Linked DNA regions of Drosophila melanogaster: region 1 is linked to region 2. The links are chromatin contacts, called in public Hi-C maps. All regions are on one chromosome and are shown on one strand. Each heading gives the region's core, a stretch centred on a gene start, on an enhancer-like site or on the middle of the called end of the contact. The rest is flanking DNA. Distances are from core to core; before and after follow the strand shown. Region 1 holds the start of PIP4K (Phosphatidylinositol 5-phosphate 4-kinase). Region 2 holds the start of Ephrin (ephrin,).

The links. A called contact is a pair of places that touch in the nucleus more often than the background predicts.
Region 1: a contact with region 2 is called in a Hi-C map of the Kc167 cell line, with 2.5 times the contacts expected there. The contact joins the promoter of PIP4K here to the promoter of Ephrin in region 2. A contact is called at or near these places in 4 of 107 Hi-C or Micro-C datasets (the Kc167 cell line, the S2 cell line and embryo) and 1 of 6 datasets of contacts at active chromatin or transcription factors (the Kc167 cell line).

The regions. Positions count from the first base shown.
Region 1 is chr4:1,193,158-1,199,049 of dm6, forward strand. PIP4K (Phosphatidylinositol 5-phosphate 4-kinase) reads right to left here and starts at 3,691. Exons shown (of 10, transcript NM_001038717.2): 1 at 3,551-3,691; 2 at 3,163-3,320; 3 at 3,008-3,105; 4 at 2,685-2,934; 5 at 2,503-2,633; 6 at 2,271-2,439; 7 at 551-702; 8 at 403-497. The coding sequence starts at 3,300. Mitf (mitf,) reads left to right here and starts at 5,695. Exons shown (of 9, transcript NM_001038719.2): 1 at 5,695-5,892. The coding sequence starts at 5,858.
Region 2 is chr4:567,908-574,320 of dm6, forward strand. It overlaps Ephrin (ephrin,), which reads left to right and starts at 3,848. Exons shown (of 5, transcript NM_166771.2): 1 at 3,848-4,264; 2 at 5,706-6,413. The coding sequence starts at 5,842. It overlaps ND-49 (NADH dehydrogenase (ubiquinone) 49 kDa subunit), which reads right to left and starts at 3,647. Exons shown (of 7, transcript NM_001272135.1): 1 at 3,628-3,647; 2 at 2,697-2,874; 3 at 2,502-2,626; 4 at 2,327-2,436; 5 at 2,068-2,269; 6 at 1,207-1,394; 7 at 389-1,149. The coding sequence starts at 2,788. The coding sequence ends at 460.

The sequences.
Region 1 (5,892 bases), core at 2,441-4,940, 630 kb after region 2:
AAACACATCAAATGAAGCGAAATGGTCACGATAGTTGACGATTGAAGCAACTGAAATTTTATGATGATTGCCACTAAAAGAGTGATTCCCAAGTCTGATTGAAGCTACGATCTTAACTGCTGAATCAGAAGAGAAAGTTTAAGTATCCTATTCAGAAATCGGTACTCCCCGGTGTTTTAATCATGCATAAAATGGAAAAACAACATATATTGTTTTTCCAAATATTTTGGGTAAAATCTTAAAAAAACGAGCTTTAACGTAAATTTTGTTTCAATTTTTTTACGTCATAAGCACGCACGCATCATTTTCAAAAACTTGAAAAATATAAAAACGACCAATATAAAAATGCTCTTTGTTAAGTTATCAGGGCTATTGCGTACAAAACTTTTAAACTACATTTACCTTCAATACTTGGAATGTCATATATATCAACTTCATAAACGACTTCCTTATACTGTGCACCTCTTGGAGAATCGGGAGGAGTGTTATACGTCCAGCTTTAACAAGAACTGCGTACATTTAAGGCTTAAATAAAATAATTTTTATTTACCGTTCCCCGCTATCGCATTCCTCGCTTTCGCTGTTCTCACTGCGACCAACAGTTAGTATATTATCTCCCTGCAAAGCTTCCTCCTCTGCACGAACACAGTCATGCACGCCGACCAACAAAGAGTAATCCATAATGTGCAACTTGGTTAAAAGCTAAAATAAATTATATGTCACCATATGCTATCAAAAAGTATTGGTAATTTATATTTATAAATAAATAAATTATCAAGTCATGCAAGACATAATTATATCTACTGGTTATATAGGTTAAACTACAACAATTTAAAGGTTTTTAGATAAATTTGTTCAGATTAAATGGTTTTCAAGTACCACTTCGTAGGACTTTTTTTTATGAATTAGATTTAACGCAATATGCTTGAAAATGGCAGCACATTCGTATGATTTTCAAGACCTGAAATTTATATAAAATGTGCAAGGCGACAAATTTGTAGTCCCTATGAATTAATAACATTCAAGATATGTAAGACGATGATCCTCGATATGTTAATTGCACTCCTTATAGCACTTACAGCTTCCCAAATTTCGATGTTTCAGATCGATTCAACAAGTCTAGTCGTCGCAAGCTGAATACTCTAATGACAAATATTCTAATATAAAGTCATTTTTGAAATTTATTTTCTGGTATTATGTACATAGAAGATTAGGCTATTATTATTTCTAAGCTATATTTAAATAAAAACAACGTTAAGGCAATTCAAAACAAATAAATTTGTACATGGTGCCAATTGATCAAAAATAATGTAGATTTAAAGTCTAAGAACTTCTAAGATGAAGGGCTTATTTCGTCAAATTTACAATGCATGAGCATACGTACAGTTGTCGGCTGTCACTGTACGCGTAGAAAAGAGCTGCTGGCTGTAGAGATTTCCGCTCTCTCGCTCTTGAACAAAAATTCGAGAGAGCCTGGAGCCACCTCTAAAGCCACGCCAAAAAAATCGTATGGCGTTACGCATCTTGTTATTCTATAGTCTTTGGTAAATTGGTATACTATATTGGTACTATTGGTACGCGTAGAAAAGAGCTGCTGGCTGTAGAGATTTCCGCTCTCTCGCTCTTGAACAAAAATTCGAGAGAGCCTGGAGCCACCTCTAAAGCCACGCCAAAAAAAAATCGTATGGCGTTACGCATCTTGTTATTCTATTGTCTTTGGTAAATTGGTATACTATATTTGTTGGAAAGTATATAACAGGTAATATGAAGCGTTTCGGACGCTATATTCCTGATCAGGATCAATGTCTGAATCCGAACGTCAATCCTTATGACCGCCTTGATCTCAGAAACTATTAAATGAAGACATGAAGATTTGAACTTTTGAATATTGTTTTTATATTTTTTCATATTTTTTTTAGTCTTGTAAATTTCTATTGATATGCCAAAAAACTTATTGCCACCTGTCGCCCACATTTATAACAAATTTTATTTAATTTTATTAGTTGTGTCGCAGTTTCTAGCGAACTTCTTCGTCCAGTCAATTCACATTTTTCTCCTCCCATCTAATGCCGTTAATATTAGGGCAACTAGTTGGGGAACCCGACTATAGCGTTCTCCCTTGTTTCTCATTTGATTCCCCAATTAAATTTCGCTTTGACTTTCCACTAGCTGAGTAACGGATATCTGATAGTCGGGAAACTCGCATTCTTTCTTGTTTAAATTTTGATAAAAACAATTATTATACGAATAAAATAAAAATTTTTGCTTACATCCACATCGTTGCTCAGCGTGTCCATTAGTTTGTCCTTAGCTTCCTTTCCAATGTCTAATTTCACTTTTTGTTTTATAAAATCATTGTCCTTGAAAGTCGGCAAATTTTTTTCAAGTTCCTTTTCTGATGCTTCCCGATCAACGGTGCTACCTTTTAAATCAAACTTTCTATCGAATAAATAATGGTTATACTATACATATAATCGGTGTAACTTTCAACATATTTCATACTTGTGTATTGTCAAGTGGGAGCTGAAAACATTCCTCATGACAACGAAGTAATATTGCACGCTTTCTACAGTGATACGATACATTCCCAAGTATTGAGGTAACAGCGTTTTTCCGTGTCTCTCCACAACGTACTAAAAATTATAATAAGGATATTTTAGTCAATTAAACCATACTTTACTCACCGGATGGTATTGCTTTAAAAATGCGTGCATTCGTTCAATTTCTTCCGATGTCAAACTTTTTATTATAAAAAACTTATCATAACTCTGATAAAATTGCGCTCCTGATTTTCCAGACGAATCAATTTGAATAGGTTGGGATCGAGTTAAGGACTCGCGGTAATCAACATCATCAACGCCAAATCTTTCACGTAAATTTCGAAACACAAGGGGGCAATATTCCTTGACTTTGAAATGTGACGGCATGTTTTCTCTGTAGTGGATATAATAACAGGAAAATACCAACGATTGAGAATATCAAAAATGTATTTGTTTTGGTTTCTTACTTATTAAATAGATGATTATCCACCTTAATTTTAGAATAAGCTCGAAAATCGTCCGGCAAAAGCATTACAGGTATATTAACGTGACTTAATTCATTAATCTGGAAATATTTCAAATTAGCTTATCTTGCCTTTCTTGTTTAATATTTGTTACATACAGTGTGATTTATTCCCCACATGAACACACTTAAAATTGGTTCATTGGCTCTAAATAATTTAACCTTTTGATGCTTAACCCTGAAGTGCTTCTTTTTTAAAATCCGGGGCTGGGATGACGATGAGATCTTTTTTTCCATATTTTGGGTGGCTAAAATTACTAAAATCAAAAATATAGTTTAACATTACTGAACAAATTAAGCAAAGTTAAATTTAGAGCTGATGAGCCACTTAAAAAACTAATATTTTTAATAATACATGCTGTAACATTGAATATATACATTCACTTATATATCTATATACACATATAGCCCAAAATTGATTAATACAATGTATAGAGTTGCACGTAAATTGTTTACCAATTTACATTAAACAGAACTTTGGTATTACATTTTATTGAAAACTAAAATAACCCAGCGTTCATAATAAATTTAGTTTACTTTGCAGATATGATTATTGTATTTTACAATGACTCGCAGGCTTTTGAACAGACAAATTTGTAGTTTACATAAATTTATAATATGAAATACCTTATCGATAAATTCAGATATGTATTTATTGTTTTTTATATCGGCTTATGAAACGCCGTTTCCACTTAAAAGTAATTCTGATATCACAAACTATTTAATACTTTAACTCTTAAATCTTCTAAATACTTCTATGCTTCTAAAAGGACTTCAGAGAGTTGAAAATCTTTTAATAATAGCAAGCAATACTCAAGAGAAACAATTTAGATCAAACAAAGAGACTAACCGCATTGTATATTAAATATAAAGGTTTTTGTAGGAGTTGTTTTTAGAAAACCAAAAGCACGTGCTCTGATATGAAGACAAATTTAAAGTGGAACACAAATGTGAGTTGATCGAAATTCTCTGCCATATTAGCGCTCGGGAAAAATTGAATTTATAAAATAAAATATAATCGGGCAAGCTCCGGTATTCGAATTCGTAAGAATTTTACGATTTCGATTTAAAATCGAAAAACTGGTGCTCCTGTGTTCGAATTCGTAAGAATCTTACGATTTCGATGTGAAATCGAAAAATTGGTGCTCCGGTTTTTGAATTCGCAAGAATTTTTCACTTTTGTTTGGCCGAAATGAAAAGTAAATGCCTATATTTATATCAAATCAGATCTTAGTGGTACCTTCTTTACTCCACATCACCCCACAAGATCATTCTGCCACATAGATATCTTATAAAATATTTATTTCTGATTAAACCTCAGATTTGACAAACAACATGTTGCCTTCGGCTACAAAAATTTTCGATCTTTTGATTTGTAAAACGGGCACTTTTGTTTGGCCATAACAGATCTTAGATCTTAGTGGTCCATTGTTTACTCCACATAACCCCACAAGATTATTCTGCGACATAGATATTTTATAGAAAAATTATTTCTGACCCCACCTCAGATTAGTGGTCCATTGTTTACTCCACATAACCCCACAAGATTATTCTGCGACATAGATATTTTATAGAAAAATTATTTCTGACCCCACCTCAGATTTGCCATACAAAATTTTGCCGTCGGCAACAAAAATTTTCGATTTGGCAAGAGGTCATATGTACGAAGGTAAAAATACTTATAAAATTTAAAAAATTGTGAATAAGATGGCCGCTCTATGGTCTGAAACAGCTGTTTACTGTTTATGAAGCATCCCGATATCAGAAATGTTGCGAAAACCAGAGCACCTAAAAACGAAATCGAAAGATTTTGCCCAAATCCAAAAAATGACCATTACCAGAGCATGCCGGAATAACTTCATTAGTTTTTATTAATTTGTTTTTAATCTGTTTACACCGTTACTTTACGATTCGGCTTGCCAAAGATAACTTTCTTAATTCAATTACGAAAATAAAGCTGCATGCTTTATTGTTCATGTTTTGACAATAATAAAAGCACAATAAATATTTATTTTTAACGTTTTATGAATAACGTTTATGAATATTTTGTAGAAAAAACAATGCTGAAAATATCTTTTGTGTTAGAGTCGGTTAACACTTCCCCTTTTCAGTAGAGTCGGAAAAAACTGAAGTACATCGGATAAATAATCATACCAAACTACTTCATTCTGTTTAAAACTTTCGATTTGATAGCTGTTTTGTATTTTAATTTTCTTATTTAAAAATATATATATTTTATATATTTCAAAGTGAAATGTAATATGATAAGTTTAAAAATTTAAAATTAATCTAATAAGAAAAAGAAAATCCTAATAAGGGGAAGAGTAAAAATACTTAAAAACTTTAGGAGAAAGAAACTTTAGTTGTATCACTTTTGTCTAAGAAGCCGCTATATATAGCTTGATTTCTTTCCTTCATAATATGATAATTATGCAAATTACATATATTTAGTTATATTTAGTTAAATTGTCGTTGTACATTGAATGATTTTTTTTACTATATTGATAGTAAAATACAAGATAATTATATCTTAAAATTTTATTGAGATACTGGCAGTTCTCTAAGCTCTTTTAACATCACGATATATGTGCGATCACTTACTGTCATATTCTCACCACTATTAAAAGCTCTATACGTGTTATGAAACTTTAGGTATTCATTAGTAGTTCCGAATCTTTAACTGCTGAGGCGAAATTATGTGAACTTCATAATTAGTAAAAAATAAAAATTGTTCTATGTATATTGTTAGTTGGGTATATAAAATTTCCTAAGTATAAAAAATTTAATCCTAAATATGACGGAATCTGGAATCGATTTGGGCTTTGATAT
Region 2 (6,413 bases), core at 2,598-5,097:
GGTAGAATCAGATCCGAACATTTTCCAGTCTTTTAAACAGAGTGTCGAAACGAATAAGGCGAGTCTACGTGTATTTTTAATAATTTTTGTGGGTGATGTTATTCTCTAACATACCTATCAGCCCCAATTTTAAAATTTCTAATACCATATATTCATCATTTAATTTTTAGGTATATTGGGATTGGAGATAACTCATTTTCATCAAACATTTTTTTAAAAATGTGCGTGGGTTTGTGAAGTTCTTAGCACTGGCATTGGCGTTAGTAGATTATGCATGCTTAGTCTTAATTTTAATGTTTTTAGTTCCAGAGATAACGATAACAGAGGAAAAACTTCGTTTAACCTCTTACCAACTTTACAAGTAATTAAAATGCAAATAATTTATTTTATTTTGAACGTATTTATATTTATATATTTAAGCAGTTTCGTACAGAGAAGACACACATTCTCTAAAAACAACTAACGGTCTATCTCCCCAAATACGACATCCAAAGTTCCAATTATTGCAACGACGTCGGCTAGCATGTGCTGCTTTCCAATCTTCTCTAAAGCTGCCAAGTGAGCAAACCCTGGAGCTTTGATTTTGCACCGGTATGGACGACTGGACCCATCTGATATAAGGTAAACTCCAAACTCGCCCTTCGGAGCCTCTATTGCCGTGTATGTTGCCCCGGGTGGAACTTGATATCCTTGGGTAAATAACTTGAAGTGGTGAATAAGTGCCTCCATGGATGTCTTCATTTCGGACCGTGACGGAGGCGCCACCTTGGCATCATCCGTTTTAATTTCTCCAGCAGGCATTTGGTTTAGGCATTGATCAATAATTCGTAATGACTGGCGCATTTCCTCGACCCGGCAAAGATATCGGTCGTAGCAGTCCCCTTTGGTGCCGATGGGAACATCAAAGTTTACCAAATTATAGGCATCGTACGGCTGCTGCTTTCGAAGATCCCATTTTATGCCAGATCCACGCAACATAACTCCACTGAAGCCATAGTTCAAAGCTTCTTCTGCAGTTACGATCCCAATGTCCTCGGTCCGCTGCACCCAGATTCGATTTGTAGTTAACACATCCTCCACTTCGTCCAACCGCTCAGCAAACTTTGATGCAAACTCATAGATATCGTCCATAAGACCAAGAGGCATATCCTGACATACAACGTAAGACAATTAAATTATTTTTCAATATTCATGCGAATGCATTACCAATGACACCCCGCCAGGACGTATGTAGGCAGCATGCATTCGGGCACCAGAAACTCGCTCATAGAATTCCATCATTTTCTCTCGCTCCTCGAATAGCCAAAAAAATGGCGTTAGAGCACCAACATCTAAGGCATGTGTTCCGACGGCCATAATGTGATTGAGAATACGAGTAATCTCGGCAAAGAGAGCTGCGCAAAAAATAACAATTTCACATAATTATTACAAATTTACAATTTTAGTGAATGGTGAAGAAGTGGTGACAAAAAGTTATTTTTTTCGATCAATTTATATTTGGCTGGCTAAAATTCTTCAAGCGGTCCGACGATCATTAATTCGATAAGACCGTAAATTCATACCGTCCTACCAATGAGCGCTGCAAGTCAGTTTTCCCAGAAAAGAATATAATTTATAGTCTCTTCTAATTATCTTTTATATTACCCTGATATCTTGGCTCATTTTTCAAGCTTCGAAATATGTATGTTACATGGTTTGAGCAAGGACACTAGAATTATTCTAGTGTCTTTGGTTTGAGAGACAAGAACTACACGAACCATTGGTTTTAATATATTTTTGTACAAGAAAAACAATTTTCAGTGCCAAAAATAGTGGGTACTTTTTCATCTCACTTTAAATTTTAGATTAAAATAATTTTAATAATCAAACCCAAATTTAAAATATTTTTTTTTTGGTAATCAAAAATTAAATAGAACTTTTAAAAAGATTTTGTTGCGTAAGATTTATGGCGATGGTGACAATGCTAAATTATAATATATATATACATATATTAAAAAAGCGAAACTATTGAAATCTTCTTAATGACTACAAAGTCAAGAGCAAGAGAAAATTACTTTGTATTCTTACTTCGAATGTACTTAGCACGGAGAGGCACATCAATATTAAGGAGTTTTTCTACAGCCAGAGAGTAGCATTGCTCGTTGCACATCATCGAGACGTAGTCCAGCCGGTCAAAATACGGCAATGCCTGGGTGTATGTCTTGTACTCTATGAGCTTTTCGGTCCCACGGTGCAGCAGCCCAATATGCGGATCGGCACGCATAACGGTCTGCAATAACAGAGGTTTTAATTTACACAAGACCTGTGGTCGATTAACAGCTTAAACCTCTCCATCCAGCTCCAGCACAAGACGAAGGACTCCGTGGGCGGCGGGATGTTGTGGGCCGAAGTTCAAGGTCAGATTACGCACCGACTTTTCGACAGGCGTTACTTTGCCTAGTAGAGGAGGTAAGTCAAGCGATTAGTTCAAGGGTCAGTTTAATATTGGGTTACCAACTAACTGTTCCATGGTGGCACTGTCCAAAGTGATGTGACCTCGTCTGGATACATCACCGGGCCGCTAAACTGCTTCATGAACTCAGGGTCTGGATACCACTTGGCTGCTCCCCGTCGCGTCTCCTGAGAACTAAACAACGAGTTTCCAATTGGACAAATATAAATGATATATTCGAATTATGTAAGCATTTACTATTTACGTTAACGCGGCCGATCCAGCTGCAACAAGTTGTGGCCGCAGCCTCAAGTGTGAAAGTCCAGGAATCAACGTTCTTCTCATTATATTGGCCATCCTGATAGTCAAATTCCTCTATTTATGTTTCTTTAGTAACAATTCAGGAATCTAATACAACCAAATAGTTATCCGCAATCGGAATTCTATCCAAAAAATATCGAAAATTACTTTAAACACCGAATCTCGTACAGCTTATATACTATTTACACCAATAATATATCGCAGGTTGTTGCTTCATGAAAATGAAGTGCAAAACACATAAATTCCCTTATATATATTACACACTTTGTCATCCTGCTCGTTTACCCAAGTTTTTATTTATCTTTATATAATGTTATAAACAATAATTGCAATTAATTTTTCGAAGACCTGAATTTTACATCATCCCAATGAAGCGAATTTTGCGTTAATGGAGCACTATAAAAATATAATTACTAGAGATAATAATGATAGCTTCTGCAAGGCTAAACTTATATATCTTAGCAGTATCTCAGCAGAGCGAATGTGGACATTTAATGACTAAAAACAACGAAACTATTTAAATTCTTTAATTAACAATTGATTTCTGGACTTTTCGTCCGATGACTAAACTTAAGAAAACAAAATTATGAAAACTCTTTTAACTTGAACAAAAATTTTATGCAGTCAAGAACCGGTGCTAAGAGATAGTAACGTAAAAACGGATGATCGGACAGACGGTAGTGCTGACTCGGCTCTTGATACTGACCATATATATATTTACTTCAAATTCTTAACTCTTTCACTGGGTTTCAAACTTCTTACACCAATCAAAATAGGTTCGACACGGGTAATAGATAAATTTTAATAATTATAAAATTATTCTTAAAACATAAAATAGTGCTTAAGCCTAGCTAAAAAATTTACTAGGAACTTACATAATGGTTCTGCTACAACAAATGTCAAATAAAATCTTTATAAGACAGTTTCCTATCAATATGGTATGGTTTTTACTGTGAATATTACTTATAGTAGAAATTCGCATATGTTAAATTCAAAAAAAAAAAAAAAAACCAAACCATTTGACTTATATTATAAGATTATACGGGCCTTTGGAAAAAAATCGCTATCGATTGATTTGTAAAATTATCGATGCCCTTAAGTTTCTTTATACATCGAAAGTTAAAGTAAACATCGTTTTTTGTTCCAGCTCTAAACAAGTTTTTTTTATAGCTCTAGCTCTACAGTATTTATATAAATAATTCTTGTATGTAGTCCAAGTGTAGAAAAAACTAATTTAAATGAGCTGTTTTCGAGTATTTCTCTTCAGACAAAAACCTGTTTGGAACAATTTTTAATCATGTGAAAATGTAATTTTGAAAAAGATGTACCAAAAAAGGAAGACGGTGTTATGGGCATATATGTATATTTTGTGTTTTTATATGTCAACTATGTTATACCAACATATTTGTACCGGATTGTTAATCGTATCGAATAAGAATGTTTCCCCGAGAGTAAGATGTTTGTGTATATATAGAGTTTCTTCTGTCTCCTCGGAGAGTGTGTCGTCACTGTGTATGTATACAGAAATGTCTTTTGGTGTATACATACATATGTAATTGTATAATGCTGTTGGGATGTTTTATCACTTAAACATACAATTTTTAAGAAATATATTGATTGTTCCGTTATAAATTGAATGTCAAGAACTGCAGATCCGCTATATATTGTTGATCTTATGCCATGTTGATTGTTTATGACTATGAATGTTAAAAAATATATTAATATTTCGCCAAGCCATTACCAACCCTGTTTGTATAGAAAATGTACCATACATGTATTAAAATGTAGTATCCCACTTAAATTGATAATTGGTTTGCCGGCCTGTTAAATAAGTATTTTTGATCAATCAGGGTCGAATCAAATCAATTAGGCGGTTTCCAAAGTTAAAGCGAAGTACTTTTAAAAATCTCGTAATCTGTCAGGTGGCGGTAGTCAACATATAAATATTGTTGATCAGCATTAACAGCTGCTTATTTCGCCGACTGCCGCCGAACGCGGCGCAAACAGGATCCCTCAGTCTTAGGCTGTTTGTTTTAAAGATCAACTTGTATAAACTTTACATAAAAATATAAATACGCATAATATGCTACTGTTACATTAAAATGTTAACGCGTAATGATCTCAAAGCTTAGAATGAGTAGATATAATATGTAGTTAGATTTTGCAATGGGTAAACTAATTTCAGTCAGGATTGTCAACGAAGTAAAGGAGGAAATGTCAATAGAAGAACACATATTCTTGATCAGTTTACACAGCCATGTCGATATATTTTTTGTCTTTCTTTCCGTTTGCCAAACGACCTTCGAATTGAAGGTTGAAATCCTTTTATTTTGTAGTTCATATACATATACGGGTCGAAAAAGAATGCCGTTAAAGTATTGTTTCTTTTTTAACTGCCTAGTAAACTTTTTGACGAGATAAATTGAAAAGTATAATTCCGCTCTAAAAAAGTCGGGTTAAATTTTCTAAGAACCCTAGGTATTATATCAATTTCATTTTCAGTATCAAAATTTAATCTTGAAGAGGTGAAAACTAAGTCTACGTTAAAAAGAATACTAGACCTAAATCACAGATGAAAAAGAAACAATAATTTAACGGCCTTTTCAATTTAATTTTTTCGGATTGTTCCTATATATGCATATATATTTATATAGTGATATATATGCACAAAAGTTGTATTATTTAACTATTGTCATCAAAAATTAAATTGCACCTGACTTTATAACGCACTACATATAATTTACTCATTTATAAGAAATCTTTTAAAGGGTAAAGTAAACAACCAAACCGCATAGTAGTCTTTAGTCTGTTGGTGCGCTTCGTAACTATACCGTCCAAAGTGAGAAAATCATGTTACAAGTTACACTGCAGTTTCAGTGTTTTTTTTTTATGCCCAGAATTCGTACACGGCTACAGCGTTTTGTTGTAAAAATTGTTATTTTATTGATTGCAGATGGAGCAAGACACTTTGGTGCGGAATGACACAGATGTAGATGTAGCCAGTCAACATATTCTTATTTCGGAGGTTTATTGTATGCATTTAGCAAGAAAGCTACTAACGATCTAACATCGAAAACATTGCTGGCGGTATGCAAGAACGATCAAAGCAACTGCGTCTTACTGTTTCCTGGACCCAGTCAAAGTCTCAGATTCATGACAGTTGTCAACGTCGGAGCATGTTGGCATGTAAGAGGCGCTTAACTACCAGTAAAGTGCTTGAAGACTCACATCCACCAGTAGCTTTCCCCAATTGCAAATCTCACCGGCATCAGCAACAAAAGGAGAAACATAAAGTTCAGCTATACTCTGGAAAACCTTTAAGCATTAAGCTGTACGTGCCAGGAAGTATTGAGAGTATCCCAAAAATTCGACATAAGGCGCTTACGACAACGAATAAACAGCAACCAGCTATGCATCGAAAGTCTAAGAGCAAAAGCAAGTTTCAAGGTTTTAACAATCTCAAGCCGCTTTATTCACCGAGTAAAAGACAACCACCCGAGAAGCATTCATCAGTACTGGTGGAAGCAGGGATAGAATCAAAGGCATCACGGCATTTTGTTGGTAAAAAGAGGATTAAGAACAGAAACTGTTTGTTATCTTCGCCTCAGCCATCGCCAATGAGATGCAAAATGATGATTCCATTTCCAAAGTTTGGTGCCAC